2 separate regions of the Mus musculus genome follow, and region 2 is linked to region 1. The links are chromatin contacts, called in public Hi-C maps. All regions are on one chromosome and are shown on one strand. The core of a region is the stretch at or near the end of the contact, and the rest is flanking DNA. Distances in the headings are between cores, read along the strand shown. Region 1 overlaps Btbd9 (BTB (POZ) domain containing 9). Region 2 overlaps Btbd9 (BTB (POZ) domain containing 9).

The links. Hi-C and Micro-C count contacts between places; a contact is called where the count stands out from the background.
Region 2: a Hi-C map of the N1E-115 cell line shows a contact between it and region 1, with 2.4 times the contacts expected there. The contact joins two enhancer-like sites. A contact is called at or near these places in 2 of 484 Hi-C or Micro-C datasets (the N1E-115 cell line and granulosa cells), 1 of 115 datasets of contacts at active chromatin or transcription factors (embryonic stem cells) and 2 of 9 other capture datasets (adipose tissue and embryonic stem cells).

Annotation. Positions count from the first base shown.
Region 1 is chr17:30,252,280-30,257,566 of GRCm38.p6, forward strand. All of the region lies in intron 9 of Btbd9 (BTB (POZ) domain containing 9), which reads right to left. Among named protein-coding and RNA genes, the nearest start is that of Zfand3, 250 kb to the left of the region's middle. Within about 2 kb of position 3,767, at least 15 of the 459 cell types and tissues checked have an H3K27ac peak or open chromatin away from gene starts, as enhancers often do. A contact at or near this core is called in the N1E-115 cell line, where this site is marked.
Region 2 is chr17:30,343,802-30,349,324 of GRCm38.p6, forward strand. The region is part of intron 6 of Btbd9 (BTB (POZ) domain containing 9); the gene reads right to left. Among named protein-coding and RNA genes, the nearest start is that of Btbd9, 230 kb to the right of the region's middle. Within about 2 kb of position 3,375, at least 68 of the 459 cell types and tissues checked have an H3K27ac peak or open chromatin away from gene starts, as enhancers often do. A contact at or near this core is called in the N1E-115 cell line, where this site is marked.

The sequences.
Region 1 (5,287 bases), core at 2,517-5,016:
GGGGAGGCTGAGAGAGACCAGCCTGGGCCACATAGGGAAGCTGAAACCAAACAAGCCTGTTCTTGAATAACCCCCACTAATGCCCCATTGCTCTTAGAACACAATTCAGTCCACACCATGACCTCATGCTGCTTCGGATCAGATTCTCCTGCCTTCTCCCCGTCACTCCTGCTCCCTTACCAAGCCTCAGCTGCATCCAGCACTCTTGCCTGCTTTCTTTCCTTCTTCTTTTTCTAAATTAATTTATTTATTTTATGTAAGTACACTATATATCTGTCTTCAGACACCCCAGAAGAGGGCATCAGATCTTATTATGGGTGGTTGTGAGCCACCATGTAGTTGCTAGGATTTGAACTCAGGACCTCTGAAAGAGCAGTCAGTGCTCTTAACCGCTGAGCCATCTCTCCAGCCCCTGTATACTTTCTTGCTTCAGGACTTTAACCCTTCCTAAAGGTCTTTCGTCAGCCCTGCAAGGCTGGTGTCTGTCACGGAGAGTACTGTGTCACCTTGATACAAGCTGGAGGCATCAGGAAAGAAGGAGCCTCAACTGAGAAAATGCCACCATTAAGATTGGGCTGTAAGGCATTTCTTTTTTAGTGACTGATGGGGGCAGGGGCGTTATTGTGGGTGGGGCTATCCTTGGGCTGGTAGTCCAGAGTGCTATAGGAAAGCAAGATGGGCATGGTGACGCACGCCTTTAATCCCAGCACTTGGGAGGCAGAGGCAGGTGGATTTCTGAGTTCGAGGACAGCCTGGTCTAAGGACAGCCAGGGCTACACAGAGAAACCCAGTCTCGAAAAAACCAAAAAAAAAAAAAAAAAAAAAAAAGCAAAAGAAAAAGAAAGGGCCATACGAAGCGGGCCAGTAAGCAGCACCCTGCACGGCCTCTGCACGGCCTCTGCCTCAGGTTGCAGGCCTGCCTGAGGCCCTGTCCTGCCTTCCTTTGAAGATGACCTGTCATGTGGAACTGAGTGAAATCAATCCTCTTCTCCCCAAGCTGCTTTGGGTCATGGTGTTTTATCACAATGATTGCAACCTGACTACAACACTCATCTTGGCTCTAAGGTCTCAGTGAAGCCTTTTCAACACCCATCCCTGACTGGCCAGTCACTATCTACTGGTTCTCTTGCTTCACAGAATGTATCAACAGTCATAATTTTATAATTACCTGGCATTTCTGCCATTACGATGTAAGAAAGTGGCACTACTGTGTGTCCTTCTGTTGCCTAACACTTAGTAGGTGTTGATTATTTGGAGAATGAGCACATGGGGATAAGAGATAGAGAAATGGGAAAATTCAAATCTATCTTCTGTGACTTCAATGGTATTCATAAAAATGGTTCTTGGATCCACTATTACACCATTATTATCTACTTTTTATCAATATTTTATGATGCCATCAAGGAATCAAATTGAATTAACCTGCACTGAGTTAGGTCAGACAATAATTGGCAGTAAAGCTGCATTATGTGGGCTCCACAGACATGCTATTTATAACCACACGCTTTGAGGGACCCCGACATTGCTGGTGCAGCTTTCATATCAAAAGAACCACTTAAGAGAGCAGCTGCTCAAACCAAGTCATGCAAATGCCTTCAACTCCTGCATTCATATACATTTATGCCCAATGTAACATCAAGGGCGGCTCACCCTGACTTTTAAAATCTGAGTTTTATTGACTTAGAATACCATTACATTGTCAGCCCACGAGTCTCTTTACAGTTGGTGCTCACACCACTGACCTCCAGGCCAACACATAAAGTGGGCTGTAAAAGGGGGCTGGAATACCCATCAGGAGCCCAGTGGTGCGTGTGCCAAGTGTCACTGAGAAGACTCTCCCAGGGGACTGCAGTGGGCCAGCTCCATGACAGGAGGGCACAGGGGCCGGTGCTCTGCCTTCCTGCCTTTCTAAAGCAGCCCAGCGAGCGTGCTGGATCTGAATGTGGACAGCGAGGGGTGTTTAAGGAGGAGCCTTTGCTCCACACCGTGGAGGGGAAAATCACAGGAAGTAAAGGCAGGAGCAGAAAGCAGGAGGAAGGGAAGAGCCAATGCTTCCTGCCCCAGGTCTCTGCTGCAATCCAGCCCTCACAGCAGAACGGAGGAGATGCTGGCCTTGCCACTGATGGAGCCATCCTGGCACAGGGTGTCTGCAGGGCAGCCACAGCCCTGGGCCACGTTCCACTCTGAGGAAGAACCTCATTTCAATGTGACTCACATACAATGGCACCCACTCTTTAAAGACATACTGGCTTTGTTTTGGCTTAGTTGTCAGTATCCCCACAATCAATTTCAGAAGCTTAACCTTTATACTTGCAGAAAGCAATCTGGACCCTGAGGACGGTCACCGGGTGGGCGTTCCTCACAAGCCCACACGGGGTGGGAGTGGGGTGGGGGGGGATGGGGGTGGGACTGGAGTTTCAGCTCAGTGCTTCTACTGGTTTACTCTGGGTGCTTGCTCTGTGTTCAGGAAGTCACGCAGCTGGTGGTCTTTTGTAGCTCCGTAGTGCTGCACACACGGGTGCTTTATTCCATTTACTTGGCAGGTAATATGTGCTCAGCATAGCATGCTTTGTGTGCCATACTTATCCAGGATCTCTGAACTGTTTCCACTCTGGGTAAGGCCGTGATGACGAAGGCCATGAGTATGTACGAGGAGGCAGACCTGTCTTCCACATGGGAGGCCGGTGAACCTCAGCTCCCTCTGCCTTACTTTCCTGAAGAGTTGTATTTTTTTTTAAAGTTGTCATTATATGCCACATATAATGTCCTTTGCACATATGCCTGTCATTACCTCTTTATCCCCTGCCACTGGGTCCTCCTTCCCAACAAGGTCCTTGCTATTTCGTGACTTTCCCTCTTAGCCGAATGGATTTAACTAAGGTTGTCTGCTGAGCACAGTGGCTGCTGCCCCCACGAGCAGAGGTTACACCACTGAGGTAACGACTGTGCAACCACAGCTGCCTTACAAGCCCCCCCAACACACACACACACACACACACACACACACACACACACACACACACACTGGCTCATGTATGTGCTGATGGTCTTATGCGGGGGAAGTCACTGCTCCTGTGCAAGTCCTGAAGACAGTGCTGCCCAGGCCTCCCTCCCTCTCAGCCTCCAGGTCTTTATATTCTTTCCAACATGTCTTCCGTGAAGCTAAACAGCTAGATTCTTAAAGCCAGAGATCACATATGATTTTGGTTAAATTCCATTTTCCCCTTGAATGGCTGCTGAGAAGGTTACTTCCACAGACTTCCTAGGGAGGCCAGCAGCACAGAGAATCCACTTTCCAGAATTCCAGTTGAGAACTTGAGCCTGAACACAGCAGCAAGCATGACCGTGGCATCCGACTGCTTCACTTCTGGCAGGTGCTCAGCCGCTTTCGGGAAGAAGGCCGTGTTCCAGTCAATGGGAATGACTACAGGCACCTAGACAGAGCCCTCAGCGATGGCTCTAACCAGGAGTGAGAGCTAGCTCGTGTACATGGGCTCGGATACATGTTCCACCCAGAAGAGCTGTGTCTTCAGGCTGGGAAGGAAGGGAGAACCCGAAAGAGCCCACAGAGGGTCCTATCACGTTCCTCAAGAAGTGTGTGATGAAGATTCTCAACCAGGAAAGAGGTAAAGCACTGGTGAGAACTGTAGCTACACAGAGGGCTTCCCTGGAGGTTCCTACGTGCAGCTCATTTATCATGGCCTTCTGAAACAAGCCTCTCTAGAACATGGGTTAACACCGCATAAAGAGGCCAGACCTCCCCTCAAAGCCCCAGCTGGCTGGCCCTATTCAGCAACCCTGCCCTGAGGCCACTGTGGCTCAGCCTGGGAAAGCTCATGACCTTCTGGAAGCCGCCCAACCAGGAGGTTGGCCCACTGAGTTTGTAATCCTAGTTTTAGGCAGGGTAGTCAATGTCTCCTTAGTGACAGATCTCATCTCTCCAGATCTGAAGGATGACTCTGATTTTCACTCTTGAGGACAGTGAGCAAGAATGTAGTTTGCGCCAGGGTAAATCTCACCTTGTACTCGTCCACAGCAATAACCTGTATCTAATTACGATTAGTGTGACAAAGTCTATGTTGCAATGTCATAAAAAGACAGCACAGCACCCGCAGTCTAATTACTCAACACACCCTCAGTGTATCTGTCCATTTACTTTCATGATAGTATCTTTCAGCTCCTAATCATGCCTGCCTCTGTTGAGAAGCACTGTGTTTCTGGGCTGAACCTGAAGAGAGATCAGACAGACCTCCAAGTCTATCAGAGAGACTTCTTAGCACGTATTTACTTCCTGACAGGAACAGTGTCCCTGCTGTACTGCACACAGGGCTGGGTGAAGACAGGGCTCAAGGAAGGCTGAACTTTCAGCAGCCTCAGCATCATCTTCGCTGGCCGGAGCCTTTCTCTGCTTCCTTTTGGCAGGCATGAAGTGTGAGCTGCTACCCAGTGACAGAGGAGCATAATCTAGGGGTCGGTGACCTTTGTATTCATCCCCAGCATCACCCACCTCTCCAGGAGGACTGGCTGCCACATTTGCATGCATAATGTGCCCAGAAGCCTTCTTTACAGTGTTTACTTCTCTGTTGCTTCCAAATGAAATCACTGAAGGGCAAATTTGATTTTCAAATCAGTTTTAAAACATCTGCCTTCTAAAAAAGCAAGAGTGGAGAGATAAGGCTTTGAGATTACAGGCTCGGGCTAATTATTTTAACTGATACCACTGTGTCCTGGCTAAAAATATACATGCTAGGATGTCTTTAACGCACATCCAACACCTACTGGGTGTTAATATTTCATTAGGAGATAGCAGCCAGGCCTGAGGGTGTGCCTGTGATTCAGAAGGACAAGGTGGGCCTACGACCCTTCTGCAGAGAAGGACAAGGTGGGCCTACGACCCTTCTGCAGAGAAGGACAAGGTGGGCCTACGACCCTTCTGCAGAGAAGGACAAGGTGGGCCTACGACCCTTCTGCAGAGAAGAACAAGGTGGACCTACGACCTTTCTGCAGAGAAGGACAAGGTGGGCCTACGACCCTTCTGCAGAGAAGGACAAGGTGGACCTACGACCCTTCTGCAGAGAAGGACAAGGTGGACCTACGACCCTTCTGCAGAGAAGGACAAGGTGGACCTACGACCCTTCTGCAGAGAAGAACAAGGTGGACCTACGACCCTTCTGCAGAGAAGGACAAGGTGGGCCTACGACCCTTCTGCAGAGAAGGACAAGGTGGACCTACGACCCTTCTGCAGAGAAGGACAAGGTGGGCCTACGACCCTTCTGCAGAGCCAGCT
Region 2 (5,523 bases), core at 2,125-4,624, 91 kb after region 1:
ATACGGGACTCAGAATGGAAAAGGAAGGTGGAGGAGCAACAGGGAAGCGAGCCAGCCATTTGGTTGGCACGCAATTCAAGTAGCGTTCTAATTATGCACAGCTCTCAACAAGCCGCAGAATAGGAAAGTAAATAAAAACAATACTGGAGAAAATGAGAACATTCACCGCCCACAGACAGGAAATGCAAACAATTACAGGAAGCACACACAAGGGCAAACCACAATGAGCACGGACACAGACAGTGGTGCACCCTCAGGGCTGCCCAAGTCTAGTGGGTGACAGATTTTGCCACAGAAGCTTGTCCTCCAGTTTCCCAACAACAAGGCACATTTCTACACTAATTTCAATGTGATTCCTATGAAAGACTTAGTCAGGTCTTTAGATCTTGAGCACAAGTAAAGCAGGGACGGGAAGATGCTCCATGTGGCACTGTAGAGCTGCCTATAGCAGGAGCTGAGGCCTTTCTTTGCTGGTCCACACCCATGGTGCTGAAGTTCAACGGATGTCTGTCTACCATCCACATCTCCTGTGGATTCACAAACTGTTTGAGAGGTGGGACAGTTTAGCAATGATTTTCTTCCTCCCCAAAATGTCTTTAGAGTCCAAGCCTGAAGACTCCTGCCTTGGGCTCTCCTGGTATAGCATTAGTGCTAGGACAGTGGGCAGAGAGAGCACCAAGCCCTACACTGTTTCACAATGGGAAGGGGCACTTGCTCTCACTAGGGGGAAGGTTCTCTCCTGTCTCCAGGAGCCACTGCTGCCCCTCTAGTGCTTGGCCTCTGCTCTCAAGTCAAAGCTGCCTTTACTGTTAGTTTCTCTTTAATTTTAAAAGTAACATTCTATGTGCACATAGTTAAAAGTCAAATTGCCTGTAAGGCTTGCTATGACAAATGTCCCATGCTCCATTTCCTCCCCTTCCCAGAGGAAGCGCTGTTATCTGCTTTAATTCATTATTTTAGGATTTATCTTGCATCTATAATCAACGGGCTTCTGATGCTATTTCTTGATCTTCTGGTTTTAGGCTTTATCGACCAATGTTACTGCAGCAGACAAGGATTTAGCTTTCCCTCTCCAACTGTACCATTCCCATCCCCCAATGTAGATTGTACCTTCAGCTGGATCAATACTTACTGTTTACATTATGATTATGTAAATGTTATTCACATCTAATTCCTGCACAGGGTCTTCCTAGTTAGCAATGAGATTAGGTTGTTTTGTTTTTCTTTGTTTGGAACAGGGTCTCACATATCTCAGGCTGGCCTCAACTGTGAAGGAATCTGTGTGCCTGATCTCACCAAAAGCTAGGGTGACAGGCATGTGCCACCAAAGGACCATGGCTCAAGGGATTTTTGCTTTGCTTAATTTTCTAGGAACTCCACATAAACCCTTTCTTCCAGTAGCTCTCGCTCAGCTGATGTGCTGCTCTCAACATCCTGAGGCATCAAGGAGATGTAGTAATTGCTTTCTTTTCAAGCTATCTTCCTAGGTCTCCTGGCCAGGCACAGCCAAGCCTGGCCCCCTCTAGCTCCCACCCCACCCCACAGCCGTTTTTATGTCTCTCCTCCTCTCTGCAGTTTTGTTCTGTGACTTTGGTGGAGCACACGCTTACCAAAAGCTTCCTGAGAAATGGTTTCTGGAAGATGAATAGTTACAGACTTTGAGCCACCTTCTAGTACGCCTTCCTGTTTGGCTGCCATTGTATGTGGTATGGGCCTTTAAACTACCAACTGTTTTCCTCGGGAGCTCTGAGAAGAGTATCATTTTGTCAGTCAACTGCTTTGGTACTGAAAGACCATTGTACTATCTGACCACAGCCTGCTCTAGAAGCGCATGGATTACGTCTAGATGCCCCATTCTCAGAAATTACATGAAGATGAGCCTGGGGTGGGTTTTGCCATCTAGAAACCCACACATTGCACAAAATTTCAATTGTTAGTCTTGACTTCTTCCCCAGGGCCTTTTCTCAATGACACTTGACGTTTGGATTACCAGAACCTTATGAGACCCTGTGAACCCTGACCTGCACTTTTATGCCTTCCCTTCAGCATAAGTCTTTTCATTGGTTTCATCTCCTTTCTTGGAGAGTTCAACCTCAGTGTCTAGGCTGCTTACTGATATTCTGATTCCGCTTTAATACAGCAACTCTCTAACAATACTTCCTATTCTCTAACTCTTCCTTCTCATGGCATTCTTGGTATAAAACTGCTGTTGTTTGTTAATCTCTCTAAAGATGGCAATGGCTTTTTGAAGTTTTCATTTCCCTATATACAAGCAAACAAACAACAGAAACAGGCAACTGTGGGCAAAAGCCCCCTTTTAGGTCCTTCAGCTTACCTTCTCATGGGCTGGCCAGATTAACTAGGGAGAGATCTCTAACTCGCTGCAAGGAAGAAGGATAAGGACCGAGATGCTAGTGTTCTGGAAGCAAGTCATAAAGCTGGACCCAAAACTGCCCATCTCTGTGCATATGGGTGTGTGTGTGTGTGCGCGCGAGTGTGTTAGGGTATTAACAATGCAGGGTTCTGTCTCTACAAGTGATGAGTTCACCCCTGAAGTATGGCCCTTCTTAACTGTGCACCCCTGGCTTAGCATGCTCTTATTTTGCCCTCATCAGTTAAGTTCCCAGTTTTGCACTCTGGCTGGGGAGAACGGTCAGGTTGTATGCAGTGGGGAAGTGGGCACTGGTCCTCCTCCCTTCAGCCCTTTCCTGCCCGGTGCACTGTTGGTGCTGTGCAGGTGCCTCGTGCCTTTCTGAGGGTGCACTTGTTCATGGGCTTCACAGTTTGCTCTTTTCCATATGATCAGGGTTTATGTCTACACAGCCTTGCTTGTGTTTTGCTAGGGTTCTGTTCTGAAGGGTGTGAGAACTGAGGTATGTTCACGGTGTGACCACCACTAAAGCCTTCACTACCTGTCATAAGGGAATGCCCATCTCTTTGGATATTCAGAGTTCCAGCAAGGACCTGTAGGGCCTTTTGCAGTCTGAGACCTGTAGCCTTCAAGTTTCTGTGGCCACTTGAAAACTGGTAGGCAGGACCATTTCCATCTCCACTTCAGCCTTCGGGCTACAATTCTATTCCTTATCCATTCCCTTCCAACTGCCTCTCCAGCCTCTTAGCCCCAGTCCTCCTACCAGGTCCTCAAATATTTGTCTTAGCCAACAGAGCCATTTCATCTTCTAGGCTGTTATTTTCACTAATTAAATGTCCGAACAAGGAGACATCCAGACAGTCCTATAAATTATCACCATTCTGCGGGAAGATTCAAACGACTGACTAGTTTTGTTAGCCGCAGTCTTTCTCCCCTGGGTAGAAAGGGGGATGTGTTAATTCCCACTGGGTAAAGATAAAGTAATTCAGCTCATCGGCACACTGCCACAGCTGCACAGATGGCCCCGGCCGCTCTGTTTATCTTGATAACTGTGGAAAACACCATCTCCTCCCCTTGCCTCTCTCCAGCACAATCACCAGCTCCACATGTACACCGGCTGATTGCAACCCTCTGGAGCAGAGACCTGTCTGGTGTTCTTCCTGCATATCTGCCATGCACCCTTCCTTTGTTGCTGCCGCCTCAGATAACAGCTGCTGCAGGGTACCTGATAGACTCAGCTGTGGGTCCTCTGGATGCTCCCAAATACCCCAGCTCAGCCAGCTGCATCAAAGCAGAGCCGTGGGAAGTAAGCACGAAAGGAGGCGGAAGCGCACAGTCACACCCTCTTTAATCATTATACCTACTGCAGCAGCTGTAGCAGCAGGAGGCAGAGGCCCGGGGCAGGGATGCAAAGATCTAATAGCTCCTGGCCTGCCAAGGATACCTTCTGGGATGCCAAGTGGGATGCCGAGTGGGATACTGGGAGAGCAAAACCCAGGGAGAGTACATCAGGACCCACTGCCTTAACTACTTGATCAGGAAGCCCAAGGAAAGCATTAGACGGGCTGTTCTCCTGGGCTGGAGTGAGTCACACAGGAGTAAGGCCAGACACAATGTTTTCAATCTCTGTTGCCTCTGTCCATCTCAGTACAGTCCAGTTAAACATAACGGCCACCATCCTTGTATGTCAGGACAAGTCTCACATCTCAGGACACTGCTCAGTCTCAGGAAACCGAGTTCATCCAGGCCACCAGCAGCCACTTCCACTCTGGAGGCACTGAAGCCGAGTTGATTCACATACATCTCACTCAGCACCTCCATCTTTCGGGCCCACTCACTCCCACCCCACAGCCACTCCTTGGCCTGTACCACACAGTTACAAACAAGGGTGGCAACGGTCAAGGCCTGCTTGTGCCTGACCTGCCCCAGAAGCCAAGGCTATGTTGACTCAGCTCACCCAGTTTCTTTTCTAGAGACCCTGTCAGAAGTGCAAGGCATGGAGCCCACAGAGCTGAATCAAAACAACCATGGCAGAGACTGAAAATCAAGCTTGTCTCAGTGTACAGGGAAACAGCGCCTCCCTGAATAACTTCACTGCTAAAGCTTAGAAGGACAAAGCCAGAGAACACTCCCTGGCCCAGGGCTGGATAATTCTGTGTGAACATCACTCTGGCTTGCTTTGCCCTCCCCTGCTCTGGCCAGCATCAGGCCACTTCACTGCTTACTATCAGGGAGGTAGATGGAAGGCAACTTCTCCACTTGAAGGCAGATTTCTCAGGAAGAATGCTCAAGCTCTGGGCTCATAAGTAGGAAGGGAGGATGGGTGTGGAAGCTGGGGTAAAATCTGTTAATAATTTGACTCCTTCTAACTCTCAAACTGAGAAAACTGCTGAGTCCATTTGCACTGGAAGACTAGGAAAACTGTAAGCATCAGACAAGAAAACCAATGGCTAAACTATACAAGATCCCAGCTTTTAAAGAATTATTTTAACAGCCATCACAGGCAATGGTAATATTAGCAATTAACAATAAACAAAAACTTGTACGTTTATATATGATTCTTTAATATTCTTATAGCCTCAATCAGAGAGACCATTAATTCAGACTGAGTGTGAACTATCACGTTCATAAAGACACCTGAATGAACAACTCAGATTTTGCTTCTTCATTGGCTATTTGGAAGCCTGCTTCCTTATCTGTAGAGGGGAGAGTAATGGTATCTAATTTAAGGGAATTTACAGGAACCAGGCACAGAGTAAATGTTCAGTTAAGAGGGGAGGCATATTGTAAGTACTCAAAAATGTGGGTGGGCACATTTCTCAGTTTGCTTAGCATTTTTATTGGGTAACTCTCATATGCTGAACCCTTTTAGACACGAGATAAGGAAACAAATGTGAACAAGTCAATTCCTAAAAGGGCTACTATTTTAATGTAGACGAAACTTCAATACCAATTAATAAAGAGCGTGTGAACTCTACCCTAGCAGCATGGTGGCTCGTGGCCATGCTGCCTCACCCAGACAGGGATGACCGGCAGAGAAGCTTCCTAGATGTGACTGCTCAGGACCAGGACATGACAAGGAAGAGGTGAAAGGAACCGGGAACGGAAAAGTCAAGGCAGGAGAACAGCATGTCTAGGGAGGAGAGAGCCAG